2 separate regions of the Sus scrofa genome follow, and region 2 is linked to region 1. Evidence: chromatin contacts called from public Hi-C data. All regions are on one chromosome and are shown on one strand. Each heading gives the region's core, a stretch centred on a gene start, on an enhancer-like site or on the middle of the called end of the contact. The rest is flanking DNA. Distances are from core to core; before and after follow the strand shown.

Region 1 (3,742 bases), core at 671-3,170:
ATAAGTTGCACACTTCCAGGAGAGGAGCTGGAAACCTAGATCTGTCTGATGTGACCACAGGCTTTTACCCACTAGGGTCTGCCACATGCAGACCTGAGACTACTAAGGTAATTAACTGGGGCCCCTACTAGGAAAGGCACCATTATATTAACTCCATGTTCTCTTCTCCAGTATTTGGTGCCAGCTATGTGGACTGAGGGTGGACAGGTGGGTTGGTCCAGCAGGCCAGGACAAAAACCACAGGCAGGGGTGCTGTTACTGCTTGTGTTTTGTTTAATGGTTATGACCTTCCCTGAATTTTGCCTGTTAAACATTTTTTTCCCTAGTCTGAGGGGAAGGAGTCTGGACTAGACAACAACAGTGACCTCACTGAGAAATGAGTTTGACTGCTGGGTCAGCCGTGAGGTGCTCTTGTCCTCCTCCTTTGTACTTCCATGAAAAATCGACTCAATACATACCTTGCTTATTCTTGATACTCTTTAGCTGCTGTTGTCTGTGTTGCATTTGTGGTATTTGGTTGCAGTGCACCACTACATACCTGACCCTAGGGATATTGCAGAAGAGGGGTGGACCAAGATTGCAAGGGCCATGCAGGGTATGTAAGGGGAGCATATGGTCAGGCCATGCAAGATGGCTGTTCTCTTGCTCTCTGTCCACCTGCTCGACCAGGCCCTGCTTCACTCATATTACTATCCAATCCTCTTAATTATAAGGCTTAATTAATATTGCCTACCTACTTGCTCCCTGCCCCAGTCCCTGGTTTCCCTGGTAACTGATGACCCAAACTGATGTCAATTCCCCCTATAAATGGTAGCCCTCTTCTGCCCCAAGTAGCAAAGTCTGCTGCCATGTCCTGCCTTCTATAGGTTATACACAGTGGGATGTCAATCCAGGACCTTCAGACGTGTGAGCGTCCCTTGTCCAATAAACCATGATGTTTCTGTCACTGTCTCTGGTCTCTTCATTTGGTCTTAAGGACAGGCAGCTGCAAGGCTTGCAGCCCAACAACTATCTAGTCAAAATAAGTAAGATGCAGGAATTCCCACCATGGCACATTGGTTTAAGAATCTTGCACTGGCACAGCTGCAGTGTAGGTTGCAGCTGTGGCTGGGATTTGATCCCTAGCCCTGGAACTTCCATATGCTGTGTGTACAGCCAAAAGAATAATATGTAAAAAAAAAAAAAATAGAGGAATAGAAGACTCTTTGTGTAGGTAGAAAATGATGGAAAGATACACACTTATAAAATCTTGTGACCTAGATAGCCCTCTAGCCTAGATAGTGAATGAATGGGCTAGTTTGTAGAAACATGGACTCGTGGACTCAATTCAGATGAACTGGTGACTTTATTGACAGTGATCACTACAAAGAAAGGCCAAAATCTTGTTTTGATTGAGTCATGGGTTGTAGTTGTGATTGTAACACTTAGTCTTTTTTTACTCTTTTAATGTCTTTTTTTACTCTTTTAATCCGGGGGGAGCTATAGGCATTTCCTAGAGCTGCCACAAAGAAGTAGCACAAACAGAAATGTGTGGTCTTATAGTTCTGAAGCCCACATGTCCAAAACCAAGGAGTCAGAAGGGCCATGCACCCCTGAAATCTGTAGTGGCATTCCTTTGCCACTTTGTGCTTTGGAACCAGCTTGTAGTGGTTTGGAGTTCCTGGGCTCGCAGTTGAATGTTTCCAGTCTCGATTTCATCCTCATGCATGTGTTCTCCCTGTTTATCTTCGTAACCTTCTCTTTTTTAAATGTTTTATAGTAGTTGATTTACAGTGTTGTGCTAATATCTGCTGTACAGCAAAGAGTCTTCATAACTTTCAGTTTCGTTTTCTTCTTTACCAGTAAACAAATACGAAAGGACTCCAAACTCCACCCACTTCAAGTCGCTCTAACCAAACCTGCTGCCTGCCTGCCTCTGCAGCAGTCAGACCCTGCCTGGACCATGGCGGTGATGCAGACTCCAGGAGGCCCCAGCCCCGGGCAGACCTGTGTGTTGATCCTGATCTTCACAGTGCTCCTGCAAGCCCTCTGTGTGGCCTTGACTTACGTGTACTTCACCAATGAACTGAAACAGGTCGGTACCATGTACACGTTCCCTGACAGAGGCTCTCAGCCACCCTCTGGATTACTGCCTCTCTGTTGGCTGCTCTGTGAAGATTTTACAAGGGAAGAGAATGCTTCCTTTCTCTGCCAGGGACTCTAACTGCTAATGCATATCATTTCTGAGGACTTTGCAAACATGAGTTGAAGTGATTGTGTGGACGGAAGGCAGTTACAGACGGCTCCACCAGTTACTAGCAGATGTTGGCAACTAACCTCCTGGGTAGCTTTTTTGTCTTCAACAGTACCTGTATGTGTATGTTATAATATTAGCAACTGCTACCACTCATTGAGTGCTTTCTGCTTAATGCTTTACAGTTGATGCAAATTCTTGGGTGAGGGGAGCTGTGTCACAACAGGGCAGTGTCTGCTTTTGCTTACTGTGATACTTCTAGGCACTAGCACATAGATCCCGTATAGCAGGTGTTCATTAAACACTTGTTGAATGAATAACCCACCTTCACAAACTTGGGGATCCTGCAAGTACATAGGGAGTAGGGTAGAGTTATAAATCACTTATATTTAATGGCCGTGTTTCAGATGTGGTTAATTCCAGTGGATTTTGAATACAAAATTACTGACTCAGCCAACTCAGTTTTTGGCATTTTGTGTATATCTTAACAAATTGTATGTTGTGGGGAACTTTGAGCTAAAAGGAACTTTGGACAACTCCATTTTATAGATGAGACTAGGAACTGCTAGAGAAATGATTTAGGCAAGCTCAGGCAGAACTTGGGAAGGAAGCAAGCTAGACTCAGGTCTTCTGACAGATAGTTGATGCTCTCCCCATGACAGCAAGTTACTGAATATAGCACCAATTTCCACAAATGATCCTCTATGCTACTCACGATTTGCAGAAAATGATTGCCATTAACTAATGTCTGGGCAGCAAAAAGGGTCAATGCTGCACACCTTGAAGTCTCTGAGCCAGCCAGCAAAGGGGTCCTTCACTGAGCTCAAGCCCTGCCAAGAACTGGCTGGTCCTAGCGTAGACAACCACAGTGTCTGTGATGGCGCCAAGGGCAGTTGAGTGGAATCCGCTTCTCAGAACTAAGGGCCTCTAGAACAGAAGAGCAGTGCAATAGCTGTCTCTGCTTCTAGAGGTATGCAAGTAAAAATAGCACCCGCCCTCAACGGCCAGATGTGGTTAGCAAGAGAACAGCCCCAGCCTGAGATGTGCTGGAGGAAATTCTACTTCAAAGTGTGAAAGGATGTGGAAAGGAAAGTGGGAGAGAGACACAGCATATTAACCATCATTAGTCATTCTTGGAATAACCATAGTGCCCCTCACCTGTGTGTCAGTCACCCATGTTGGCTAAGATCTGGAGAGGAAACCGTCAAATATGAAACATGTGGAAATGGGGTGCAGAGTGGCTGGGGCTCTGTACTGTTCAGAAATCAATATATAAGTGGAAAAATATCTAGGAGGAACCCATGATCTCTAGAAGGTAGGATTATGGGTGCCTTTTTTCCTTTTTATTTTTCTATATTTTACAAATTTTCTGCAGCAAACACTGTAAAAATTGCTATCCATATGATTTTCATACAGCTCTAAAGAACAAATTAAGACATTGTTATATAGTTTTAAGAGAAAACAAGCATGTACAAAAAAAATTGACCCCACACCATCTGATCTCAACCT
Region 2 (3,742 bases), core at 385-2,884, 78 kb before region 1:
ATATGGAAGTTCCCAAACCAGGGATTGAATCGGAGCTGCAGCTGTGGCTGTGGCAATGCTGGATTCTTTAACACACTATGCCAGGTCAGGGTCCAAACTTGCAACTCTGCAGCAACCCAAGCTGCTGCAGTCGGATTCTTAATCTGTTGCACCACAGCAGAAACATCAAAAAAAAAAAAAAAAATCTTGACTTTTTTAATTCTTCATTTTTAATTATTTTGGAAAATGATTCCCTTTGATATTGTTGCATAGGCTAACATGAACTAAAAGATATTGTATTGTGCCATTTTACAATTTTATACAAGAAAAGATGCCTTCCTTTTCCATTTCTCCCTAACATTCTTCGGACTAAGAATTAGTACATTGTTGCAATTAATTATAAATTCTGTTAACTTTAAGATAATTATTCTTTATCATATTCTTTGAAATTTGCTCCTTTATTATAAGAGGGTTAATTCACTTTAATCCTTTGCTGCTGCCATTTATCCTTAGATGACAAGTATTTCTTGTAACTCTGGGCTCTGTGAAGAAGTTTAGAGATGCAATTTATTTATAGCATCCACACTGTCCTCACTTTGCCAATTATATAACAGGAGCACAGAGCAGACATGTGATCTGCCAGGGCCACAGTGACAGGATTTGCATCCATGTCTGTCTGACTCCAGAGTCTATTCTCTTTAGGTCAGAATTCCTCCCAGGACCTCAAAAGTGGAGGCAGAAACCCAGGGTGATTCCTTTACTTCCCAATCCTCAATCCTTTGAATGAGAAAATGATGTCTGTAGTCTTACTCTTATTAGATAGGTACTAATACTAATGCTTCATGGCTACAAGGGCAAATGGCCTCTACATACATCTCATTTGGTCCCTACCACCACCTAAGAGGTGGCAGAGAAACAGGTGAGCAGGATTCTCAGACTCAGGAGGCTGGACAGCTTGTCCTGGGACTCCCAGCTCACACAGCTGCAGTGCTATAAACAGATCACTTTATTTATTTGTTTGTTTGTTTTTACTTTTTAGGGCCACACCCATGGCACATGGGAGTTCCTAGGCTAGGGGTCAAATCGGAGCTGTAGCTGCCAGCCTAAGCCACAGCCCCAGCAACGCGGGATCTAAGCTGTGTCTGTGACCTACACCACAGCTCAGGGCAACACCAAATCCTTAACCCACTGAACAAGGCCGGGGATCAAACCCCCATCTTCATACTAGTCGGATTTGTTACTGCTAAGCCATGATGGGAACTCCCAGGAACTAACACCTTTAGACTTGGGAAAATGCAGAGCTCTTTGACTCCTGGCAGGGAAAGAGATCAGGGGAAATTAGAAGTTCATTGAGGTAATATCTCCAGTGACTACATGGCCTTCATTTGTGACATTTTCCAGGTGAACAACCATGCTGTCTCCTCCCAAGAGGGGAGCCCACAACCGCAAGGGAGGGAGGTTTGAGGTCACAGTTCTCCTCACCTTGGAGACTTAAGAAGATTCTAGCATTTGAATTCTGTTCCAGTAAGAAAACCAGCAAAAGGACCCCTCTGGGTCTCCGTCCCACCTGATGCACTATCCAGGGGTGCCAACAGAGGGCAGTTCCAACACAGATGCTGTGAAAATCAACCCCCTGAGTTGTTTTCTTTCAAGTGGCTTTGTCAGTTTTACTTTCTATTTCACGCTTCCATTCTTGGCCAGGGGAGGCTGAGACCACAGCAGCAACACACCAGGATTTATAAACCCTGTTTAGCCGCTATTTCTCATGCAACTCTAGGCTCTTCAAATCTATAAAACCTGTATTCTAATAAGCCATTATCAGTGTACACTCTCATCCCCTCTGGATACAACTGGTAATAACACAAAAAGTAACAGGGTCAAATTTGCAGGGAGGGAAAAAGTCCAAAACCCTTTGGTACTGCACAGCCTATTAGGGGAAGCACCAGTTGAAATGAAAAAAAACTACCTCAAAACTCTAAATACACATTCTGAGCTCATCTATATCTAGAGCTAGTTTTAAAAAGTTATTATTCCTTTTCCCTTCTCTATCATTTTATCAGGATTTTTCTCTACATTCAGGGAAAGATTTTTTTTTTTAGATTAATAAAGCTTTTGCTCAATTTCTTAGTCAAATATAAACATACACTCTGATCTTACCTTGGACTCAAAACTTAACCAAATACTCCACCCAGTACTTGGCAAATTCCAGATTAATTTCCTGTAAGCTCTAGCTTATTAGTTAAGTGCTGTGTTAGCTAATCAGGGGAGCAGTTTCTAGAATACTGAAACTGTTTAGCAGAAATCAAATGCCTTCATGTCCCCTGAACAGTACACTCGTTCTCTTTATCTGAGGAATAAAATGTAAAGGGAGGATACTGGTCTCATCTAAGAGAACAACAAGATAGAAGAGGCATTTCTACATCTTTAAGGATAAAATATGCAAAACATTATATATTCATTTAATATGTATGAATATATACAATATAAATAATATATATATTTTAGTATCTAGTTTTTAAACTAATAATAATTCTTTACCTCTGGAGAACTTAAAGTATAATTCTAAGCTATTTTTCTCCTGTCTACATTCTCTTTGTGGGGGAGGGAAGGCAGGAACAAGGAAGAGAAGGAGGAAGAAGTCAAAACCGAGTTTCCCTTAGAGGTCACTTGGGGAATTTTCAGAGCTTGAACAAACAAGAACACCTGCCAGTTAGACTTGGATGCTTGTAGAAGAACTTCCCAAGTCCATACACACTGGCCTTGACTGCTCTAAGTGGCTTAGAGTGAATTTGCCTGCGTTGATTTCTGCCTTTGTCTTTGCTGTGTTTGCAGTCAAGCCAGCATGATAATCACACCCTCAGGGATATGTGGGGAAAGCTTTCTCAGAGCTCTGGAATTCTGCTTCTCCTACAGCACACATCACCCATCACACACATCATGGCTCAGAACTGTGTGCCTGAGGGGCATAAAATTGCTGGACAGGAAAGAGACCAAAGCAACCTATCTCTGGCCTCTAGACCTCTGCTCATCTTTCTATATGACACCTCAAACTAGGAGTGGCAAAAGTTTTTAGGAAAGTTCTCCAGTAGAGGCCCCAGTGTTCAAGAAAATCCACTGGGATATTTTGGACTGAACTGACATTCCCTTTCATACTACTGTAGGACGGGAAGACCATGAGTTGCAGAGAGGCCTTACTAAAGGTGGATGAGAAAGTATACATTAACTCTTCCTTCATCCTACCCTAGCAAATGTAATATAAAAATAAAAATAAAAATTAGGAGTTTCTGTCATAACTCAGTGGAAACGAATCTGACTAGCATCCATGAGGACACAGGTTTGATCCCTGGCTTTGCTCCGTGGCTTAGGATCCAGCATTGTCGTGAGCTGTGGTAGGTTGCAGATACCGCTCCAGGATCCCATGTTGCTGTGGCTGTGGCTTAGGCCAGAGGGTACTGCCGTGGGTACGGCCCTAAAAAGACAAACAATAAAAATTAAAAATTAAAATTAAAATTAAATCTTCTTTTAATTTAATGCTTTGCCTGTCAAGATTTAGCTTATCCTGCTTTGTGAAATTTTTTAAAAAGTCATAATAATAAGAATTTTGCTCTGTGTAAAACATGGTTTTTTTATGTGTTTGTCTGTTTGCTTTTTAGGGCCGCACTAACAGCATATGGAATTTCCCAGGCTAGGGGTCGAATTGGAGCTGCAGCTACTAGTCTACACCACAGCCACAGCAACTCGGAATCTGAGCTGCATTTGAGAC

Evidence for each region. Hi-C and Micro-C count contacts between places; a contact is called where the count stands out from the background.
Region 2: a contact with region 1 is called in a Hi-C map of alveolar macrophages, with 3 times the contacts expected there. The contact joins the enhancer-like site here to the promoter of TNFSF10 in region 1. A contact is called at or near these places in 13 of 47 Hi-C or Micro-C datasets (alveolar macrophages, embryonic fibroblasts, heart right ventricle and 6 more) and 2 of 2 datasets of contacts at active chromatin or transcription factors (alveolar macrophages and skeletal muscle).

The regions. Positions count from the first base shown.
Region 1 is chr13:111,036,430-111,040,171 of Sscrofa11.1, reverse strand. TNFSF10 (tumor necrosis factor (ligand) superfamily, member 10) reads left to right here and starts at 1,920. Exons shown (of 5, transcript NM_001024696.1): 1 at 1,920-2,074. The coding sequence starts at 1,943.
Region 2 is chr13:111,114,418-111,118,159 of Sscrofa11.1, reverse strand. No RefSeq gene overlaps it. Among named protein-coding and RNA genes, the nearest start is that of TNFSF10, 78 kb to the right of the region's middle. Within about 2 kb of position 1,634, at least 39 of the 83 cell types and tissues checked have an H3K27ac peak or open chromatin away from gene starts, as enhancers often do. A contact at or near this core is called in alveolar macrophages, liver, mesenteric adipose tissue and 4 more, where this site is marked.